Regions from separate parts of the Sorghum bicolor genome. Here region 1 is linked to region 2. A link is a contact called in public HiCAR-type data. All regions are on one chromosome and are shown on one strand. Each heading gives the region's core, a stretch centred on a gene start, on an enhancer-like site or on the middle of the called end of the contact. The rest is flanking DNA. Distances are from core to core; before and after follow the strand shown. Region 1 holds the start of LOC110429690 (protein SPIRAL1-like 3). Region 2 holds the start of LOC8064295.

What was found. HiCAR-type assays count read pairs that join an accessible place to other places.
Region 1: a HiCAR-type map of leaf shows a contact between it and region 2, with 2.7 times the contacts expected there. The contact joins the promoter of LOC110429690 here to the promoter of LOC8064295 in region 2. A contact is called at or near these places in 1 of 4 Hi-C or Micro-C datasets (leaf) and 1 of 1 datasets of contacts at active chromatin or transcription factors (leaf).

Annotation. Positions count from the first base shown.
Region 1 is chr8:49,056,287-49,060,311 of Sorghum_bicolor_NCBIv3, forward strand. It overlaps LOC110429690 (protein SPIRAL1-like 3), which reads right to left and starts at 2,656. Exons shown (of 3, transcript XM_021446050.1): 1 at 2,511-2,656; 2 at 248-486. The coding sequence starts at 463.
Region 2 is chr8:48,982,489-48,986,346 of Sorghum_bicolor_NCBIv3, forward strand. LOC8064295 reads right to left here and starts at 2,595. Exons shown (of 3, transcript XM_002443173.2): 1 at 2,116-2,595; 2 at 1,914-1,984; 3 at 1-400. The coding sequence starts at 2,470. The coding sequence ends at 71.

The sequences.
Region 1 (4,025 bases), core at 1,406-3,905, 74 kb after region 2:
GTACTAGGATTAATGACCATTCTTGCTATAATGTCAAATATCAGGGTCTTATAAATGTAAATGTAGAACATAGCAACATAATCATATTATGAAGGGTGCTTCTTGCAGCAAAACCTAAACAAGTACTTCTGGATCATATGCTATGAACAAGAGCAAATAGAAACCCTTTTTGCTCCACCTGCACAGCACTCAATTGGTGCTCCAAAATAGCATAATCAAATGTTCACAAGTGTCAATGGATACTGACCGTAAGGAAATTTCCACAGTTCTGGCCTTCAGCTCTTATGTAATTGTTTGATTTACTACTTTGAATACCAGCAGGGATATCTTTTAGTTTCTCTGCAGAAGATGGAGGAGCTGGCTTTTGGGGTGCAGGCTTCTCAGCTGATTTTGGAGCTTCGTCACTGCCAAAGAGATAGCCCAAGGAACTCTGACCACCTCCACTACTAACACCACGACCCATCTTACCAAAGCTTTTCAATTAATCTGCAAAATCAGTTTCAAATATTGAAACAGTGTTATCCCCAGAGGAACCAAAAATCTCAAGCAGCACACAGCACAATAATAAAGTTCCAGAAGACAGCATCCATGCTTAACAACCAAAGGAATTTCACTGGTGCTCTTTTATTTGTTGCTACAAACACTATACTGTAAAGCTGTTCTGTTGCCAGCATCTAGTAGCTAGATTTCCTCTTCCACATGTCAGCGCCAAGCATCCATGTCACACCAAACGGTGGTCTTACAGGGTGTCAGAAGAACCTTCAGAAGCAGCATAGGCCTCATGTGACAAAAGGCCGAAGCAACAGCTGGTGCTCGCATGTGGAGAAGATAGACCCTAGCATGACGAATGCTTGCTTGGTAGTTGGGACCACGTCAAGAGGACAGCAACAAACCAAGGAGGTGGTGCACATAGAGCAGCATCAGCAAATAAACCTCCATCCATGGCTTCTGTCCAACAATGCCGGCAAATAGTACATGCAACAATAACCACAAGAAATTGGGAGAAAGGGCTAGAGCAGTCCATCGACTCACAAAGGTCAATCCAAGCGAGGTACGCAAATGAAAGACCCGGCGGCCAGCAGATCAAGGACCAGTGGCGAGCGAGCTCCGCAGAGGATCGTTGGACAAAGTTGTGTATTATTTACTGGAGAGGATGTAATGAGATGACAGATTAACATGCTAGAAGCCTAATTAAGTGACAGCATATCAATTGAAGGTGATGGGGGGCAGTCTCAATTGGAATTTGGTGGGGATCGCACCAATCTGAAGCTTGCAAGAGCCTGGGAAGAAGGGAAGCTGCAATGGGGAAAGTGATATGTATGGTGGGACCAGGAATAAAGGTACTGGCCGGGTTGCGCTCGCGTTGATATGGAGTCGAGAGCAGTTTATATGTCTGTGCTGTGAGACCGGTGACCACAAACGTGTCATCATAGATGTGGAGCATGAACTTTGGTTGAGGCTAAGAACGCTGCTAGCTTGCATTGCTCGTGCCCTAAGCTAAGGGGCACGTCCACAATAACATATTACACATATAATGATGTATATAAGTAGGCACATATAAGAGCAGATTTTGATTGCTGATCAACCATCCTCTCCACCGCACCTCTTAGCCCCCATGGCCCCACCCCAAAAACAAAAAGGCGTGTGATTCTGACTGAGTCCGTAAAACTGAAACCATTAATTAACTGCGGTTTGATACTTTTCATTGCTTCCTTTTTAAGCAATGTTGTTGAACCACACACAAGGAATAATAATAAACTAGTGCGACAAGCTCTGCTCAATTATTAGTTAAGAGAAAAGTGCTACACGTCTAAAGAAATTGGTCAGGTACAGCCTATTGATGTATCCACCTCAACTCCCTCCCCTCCTGATGTGCAAGTCACTGATAGCGGCAGCAAACAACAAATGGTGACATATAGAATTTCCCATCCATAGTGACACACGCAGGGCCAATTGGGCAACGGCACTGTTCCTCCAACATAAATTACATTCGTCATCATCACACCGACAAGAGAAAACCTTACACACAAAAAGAAAAGAAGAACTAAATTTGCGTCGTGCAACAGACAATTTAGTAACAGATATCAGCGAATCTCTGAGCCTAATCCCGAATCCACGACAGGTAACTGTGGCAAAGCGAGTAACACATCCCCGCCAAATCTTCGCGCTGGGATCTGAATCCGCGCACCGCGAGCCCAGATCACATCGTGAAGGCAGCAACAACGAGGCGAGGCGAGGCGAGGCTCGAACGCCGACACATTCCGTAGACCTCGAGCAGCAAAATTCAGGCGAAGATCCTGCCCCAATTAGCCCGACCCACAACAGCGAGAACACGCGCACTGAGCTGCCACATCAAGCAGGCCGTCCTAGTTTAGTAGACCCCGAACTGCCGAACTCCGGGCCTAGAAATTCGGGACAAATTTCTACCGGATCGCCCGAATGGCGGCAAAGGGGAATGGGTGTCGGGAGCGGGCCAAGGCACGGGGCCAGATTTGGCGAAGGGCACGCACCTTCGTCGCCGGATCCGGGAGGAGGAGGCGGGGGATCCCGCGGCCACCACTGCTCGCTGCCCAGAGCCGCAGGAGAGGAAGGCACGCACCACATCTCCCTCGATGACTCGCGGCGTCTTATTTTAGTGGGTGGAACTTTTGCGTTGCTCACCCTCGGGTATTCGATAATCAGATTTCATCGTTGTGTTACCCTTTGACATTGACAAGGTAACCGGCGAAATGGTGATGGATGGTTTACAACACGGGGGCAAAAGTAGATGGTAGGTAGGCGTGCAAATGCATCCTGAATAATCTAAATGATTTTAAAATTTTATTAGCTATTTTTTTCTCGTAACAAATTAGCGAACAGGCTATCTATGGTATTAGGTGATAGGTAGGGGTGCAGATGCATCCCTAGAAAAATATAAATTCAATAACTTTAACTACAATTAAAATTTTACTATATATACATTCTATGATATAAGTCTATGCACCACAAGGTAGGTACTCGTCTAATTTGCTTAAACTTTGCCACTGATTTATAGATTACAACAATCACATCAAAATTTGTGGGTTTAGTGAAACCTAGTTGTTTGAATGCTTACAGTAATGTTTATGTGGGTTGATTTTAATCTGATAGAAACTTTGGTAATTGATTCGTCAATGCATATTCTGTGTTTCTCACACCTAAATATAGATCGTTATGTTTGTTAGTTCTCAAATAAGGGCCAAAAGATAATGTGTTTTTTAGCATGTTTTGGTAGGGCACACAAAACTGCTAGAGGCCCCAATGTTAGGTGCTTGCTTTGGATTTGATCAATTAGTATGGCTAGATAACAGTGATGTAGCAGATTTTTATAATGATTATAATTTAAGGTATGTTTTGACCTATAAAAAACTAGAGACTCTACACTATCCATCATTATGCTCTTTCTCTTTGATTACCTTCGCTATGACAATTGATTAAAACAATGTGACAAAGAAGATGGTACTTGCTCCGTTCAGAAAAGAATGCAATTTATGGGAATTGTGTCGGTGAAAATTAGCTCAAATTTGATCAAGTTTATAGTTAGCATTTATATCTCTAAATAAATTTATTATAAAAATATATAGATACCTAATCTGATGATATCTTTTGTTTCCTGAGTGTTAATACTTTTTTATATAACTTTAGTCAAAGTTTACATAGATTTGACTCAACGAAATGTGAGAATTGCATTTTTTTTTATGGACGGAGGTAGTAATAGAGAGGACATGCGCTCCATTTAGCTTCGTTTTGTCAATAGACTTTAATATATTTTGTTTAGTCTATGAAAGCAACAATAAAAAAGGCCCAATCTTAATGTATATGCTAAGGTTTTGTCTGGTTATGGCCAGAATTTTACATTTTAATTACTAAGCCTTGCTATTGAAACTACTCCTATTTTTTTACATGTCATATTAGGTTTGTCCTAAGACAAATATTCCTAACTTTGATCATCAATTAAAAAAACATTTAGTTTCACAACATATGAACTACATATTATGGAGCATTTC
Region 2 (3,858 bases), core at 1,345-3,844:
TAAATATGTCTAAACCTTCAGTATTCCACTATTGTCACCACTCACCAACACACCTACAAGACTGAGGACCTCAAGCCAGGAGCCAGAAATCCCTCTGCCGCCTGGTGGTGATGAGGTATCCGCCGCCTCGCCGGCTCTTGCGCCGGACGGCCAGCGCCGTGCACGCCGCGTGCTGCACGCAGTAGTCGGCGGCGCTGGCGCAGCCGCCTCCGGCACCGCCACCGCCGCCCTTGACGCCGGCGATCCACATGGACAGCAGCCGCCATGTGACAGAGGACCGCCTCTTCTGCCCCACGACGAGGAGCGACACGCCCTGCTTCCTCGCCGCCTCCACTATCGCCGGCCCGCGGTCCTTGCCGCCGCCGCCGCCGCCCTCCGCCAGGGAAACCTCCACGCGCACCTGGCACGGCATGACATGGCAGAACAAACACATTAGTACACGCGCGTCAGTCAGCTGCTTGCATTGGGCATCAAAGTCAAGCTGGAAATGGAGGGGCCATGATCCTGTCTGGGACGACATGCATGCATGATGATGATGCTCAGCACATGCATGCTGCTCTGTGCTGTTTAGATGTGTGTGATCTTTGCTTGCAATTGCAGCTCTGTGCTGTTGGCATCTTTTTCGTTCTTTCCCTTTGATCTGACGGTAATGGGGCCCTCTTTTCTTTGCATACTGTTTGGCATAGAATGCCATCGTCGTCTCGTGGGCATGCTGGCTGGACAGTTGGAGTGGAAGACTTTTTTTAAGTAGCCAGGGAACTGTTTTTAGTTGTCTGATTATCTACCAGTTGTACTATTGGAGCCATGTCTTATTGGAGTGCTGTTTTGTTCATTTGGTTGACATGGCTAAAAATATTGTTCGCTGATTTGTTATGAGAGAAAAACTGGCAGAAGCGAGACATTCACTGATTGAGGGACAGTTTTTCTTCTATGCTACCAAAGGTAAAAATATGCCATGGAGTGACCACCTGAGGACTAGGGTGTCGGCAAAGACTTTTACAGCATCAGAAATCTGTGATGTCACTTCACATTATTCTAGCAACGGAAGGTACAATCTAGGTCATTTTCATGAATTGCACGAATCAATAAACATTGGTCCTTGTCTGGAACACTGAATTCGACAGTAGATTTGGAGAGAAGTTGAATTTATGGGGAAAAAGAAGAAGAATGTACCGACGGTATAAAATTCTTGTGTTCCAAGCAGGCGTCATCAGTCAAAGCCACGCTACTGGTTAGGTAATAGAGTAAAGATCTCTGCTAAGACTACTAATTATCATAGGGGCATACACATGCTAGATTTCCATTTTTTGAGCCAAATTTGGGGATTATGGGGTGTGCTGTTGCGCTATGCATTTCGGCAGACACAAAACTATGGCGCAAACAACAGAAAAATGGATCTTCGTGAACAATTGAATCCTACTATTGTACATTCAATGTATTCTGTTGCATGTACGTACCAAAGAGAACAGAGCAGGACTGCAGGAGATGACCTGCTCAACAGATACTTTCTGTACCATCCAAAGATGTCAATTATTTAGGAGGAAGGACCAGGAATAGTTATGAGCTATCAGCAATGGATGGCATCAGATCAGGGACTCCTCTTTATACACCGTCACTAATAAGACATTGAATGCATACCAGTTCTAGCTTTGGAACACCACAACATCAATGCCAATCTTAATCTTTGATCTTGCAGTAAGTTAGTTAGTTGCGAGACGAAATTAGTATTGCAATTAGTGTCGCCTTGCAAATCTTGATGTTCTTTTAATACATCATCAAGTTTACTTTTCATTTCTTTGTCCATATAATTCCACTTGCTAAATTAATGCTTCTTGAAGCTAATACTACTACTATCAGAAAGAAAAATCATGCCCTCTTTTCTCTGTATCATTTGTGATTATTGCAGTTGTTACCTCTGGTCTCTTGGCCTGGCAGATGCTCCTCATTGCCTCCAGGTGCTGACTACTCCCTCTTGGATCGCGTCCTAATTTAATTCAGATGATTATTATGCACCAAACAAGAAAAGACCCATCTCCCTCGTTCTTCAAACACGTAATGATCGAAGTTTGTAATTAATCAGGACGCAAACACTAGATGATTACGCAGCTTACGCACGGTTCTTGCCGTTGCCGCCGCCGGCGCCGCCCCTGACGACGTCGAGCAGGACCACCGTGTCGCAGGGCCGGACGGCGTGCGACAGCGCCCACTGCAGCGCCGTCCGGGCCTCCTCGCTGCCGCCGTCCGCCGCCACCATCACCTTCCTCCCCACGACGACGGCCTCCACGCCACCCTTCTTGTTAGCCTCCTCGTCTTCCTGCTTGCCATCCTTCAGCGACTTGCATATGCCACCGCCGCCGTCGTCGTCGAAGGAGGTCTTCTTGTTGGCGCATATCGACAGCGGTGCGGCAGTGGACGCAGTACCGCCGGACCTGATCCGGTGGAGGCAGAAGGAAGAGAGCGGCCTGGCCATGGCGTCGGGTGTTCGCGTTTGCCGGGGTTTATTTCTAGCTCTAGCTGCAGTCTGCAGGGCGAATGAGGTTATTCAGAGGAGCTCAGAGGAGTGAATGAACTGAAGGGAGAGGGGGCAGAGTGGTATGGGTGGAGAGAGACCAATTAGTACCGGCTGGCATGTGGGTCCCACCGAAAGTGTAGGGGCAAAACCGTAAAAGGTTCACGGTGATGTGTTTGTGTAGATGTTTGTGCTTGTCCCATGCACATACGGATGGTTTTGTAGGTCGGCTTGCGGCCACCTACGCGCGCCTTTTCTTTTCTTCTAGTCTAGCTATATATCCTTATGTATTTTACCTTTCTGGTGAACTTTTAATTTTTAAATTCACAACTGCTAATCGCAAAAAAAGAGAGAGAGGATTAATAAACGCATTCCTTAACTTACTCCAATTTGATTAGTGTCTACTCTCTTGTTTTAAATTAAATCAACTTTTAAAGTAGTTTTAAGTTAAACTATTTTAATTTTAATCAAATTTGTGAAAAAGAACATCAATATTTATGACATCAAATTTGTATCACTACACATTATAAAATACATTTTCAAAATATATTTATTTAGTGTCAAAGACATGTTACTTTTTCCTATAAAGTTGACCGAACTAAAGATAATTTGAATTATGGTGATTCTAGGCATTAATTTATTTTTGGGATGCAGGAGTATAAGTGCAGGTGGTCTGTGTATTGGTTATGAATGTGCTATCGGAAAGGAGCATGATGAATAAATTTGCAACATCAGTTCTAACTTTTGTGTTTGGATTTCTAGTTCGCAAACTTAATTTGTTCCATTTGGACTCTTCTTTATATTAATGTAATCTGTACTCCTGCTTGGTTTCTGCTTGAATCGTTTTTTTTAAGATACTCCTAAACATAAATGTCTGCTTTTAAACTGAGCAGTCTCTCCCAAATCCAGACAGCGCCAGCTGCAGTTAACTTGATCTCTATTTTATTACATAATCAACAGATTTACCATCATACACCTTATTTAAATTTGAAATTTCAAACATGTGCTGTCTATGGTTCTTTGGTAATCCCTATATCGAACAAATCATTGCACTTGATTAAGAATAGTGTGATCCAAGGAAAGAGGAACAAAGAAAGGGCATTATTAATTTAGGACATATATTCTGTCAATCAATCATCATGGCCCCTGCATGGATCTAGCTTGAAATGCTTATCTTATATATCCTAGCCTTTTGTTTGGCCATAAAGGCTGACATTATAGCATGATTTGGTGACCAAAATGCAGGCATGTGTTTGACAAATGTGTGTTTCCTGCTGGCTCATGGCCATCTACATCAATCAAATATGTACACATATTCCGTTTGCTTGTGTTACATCACCGACAAGGCC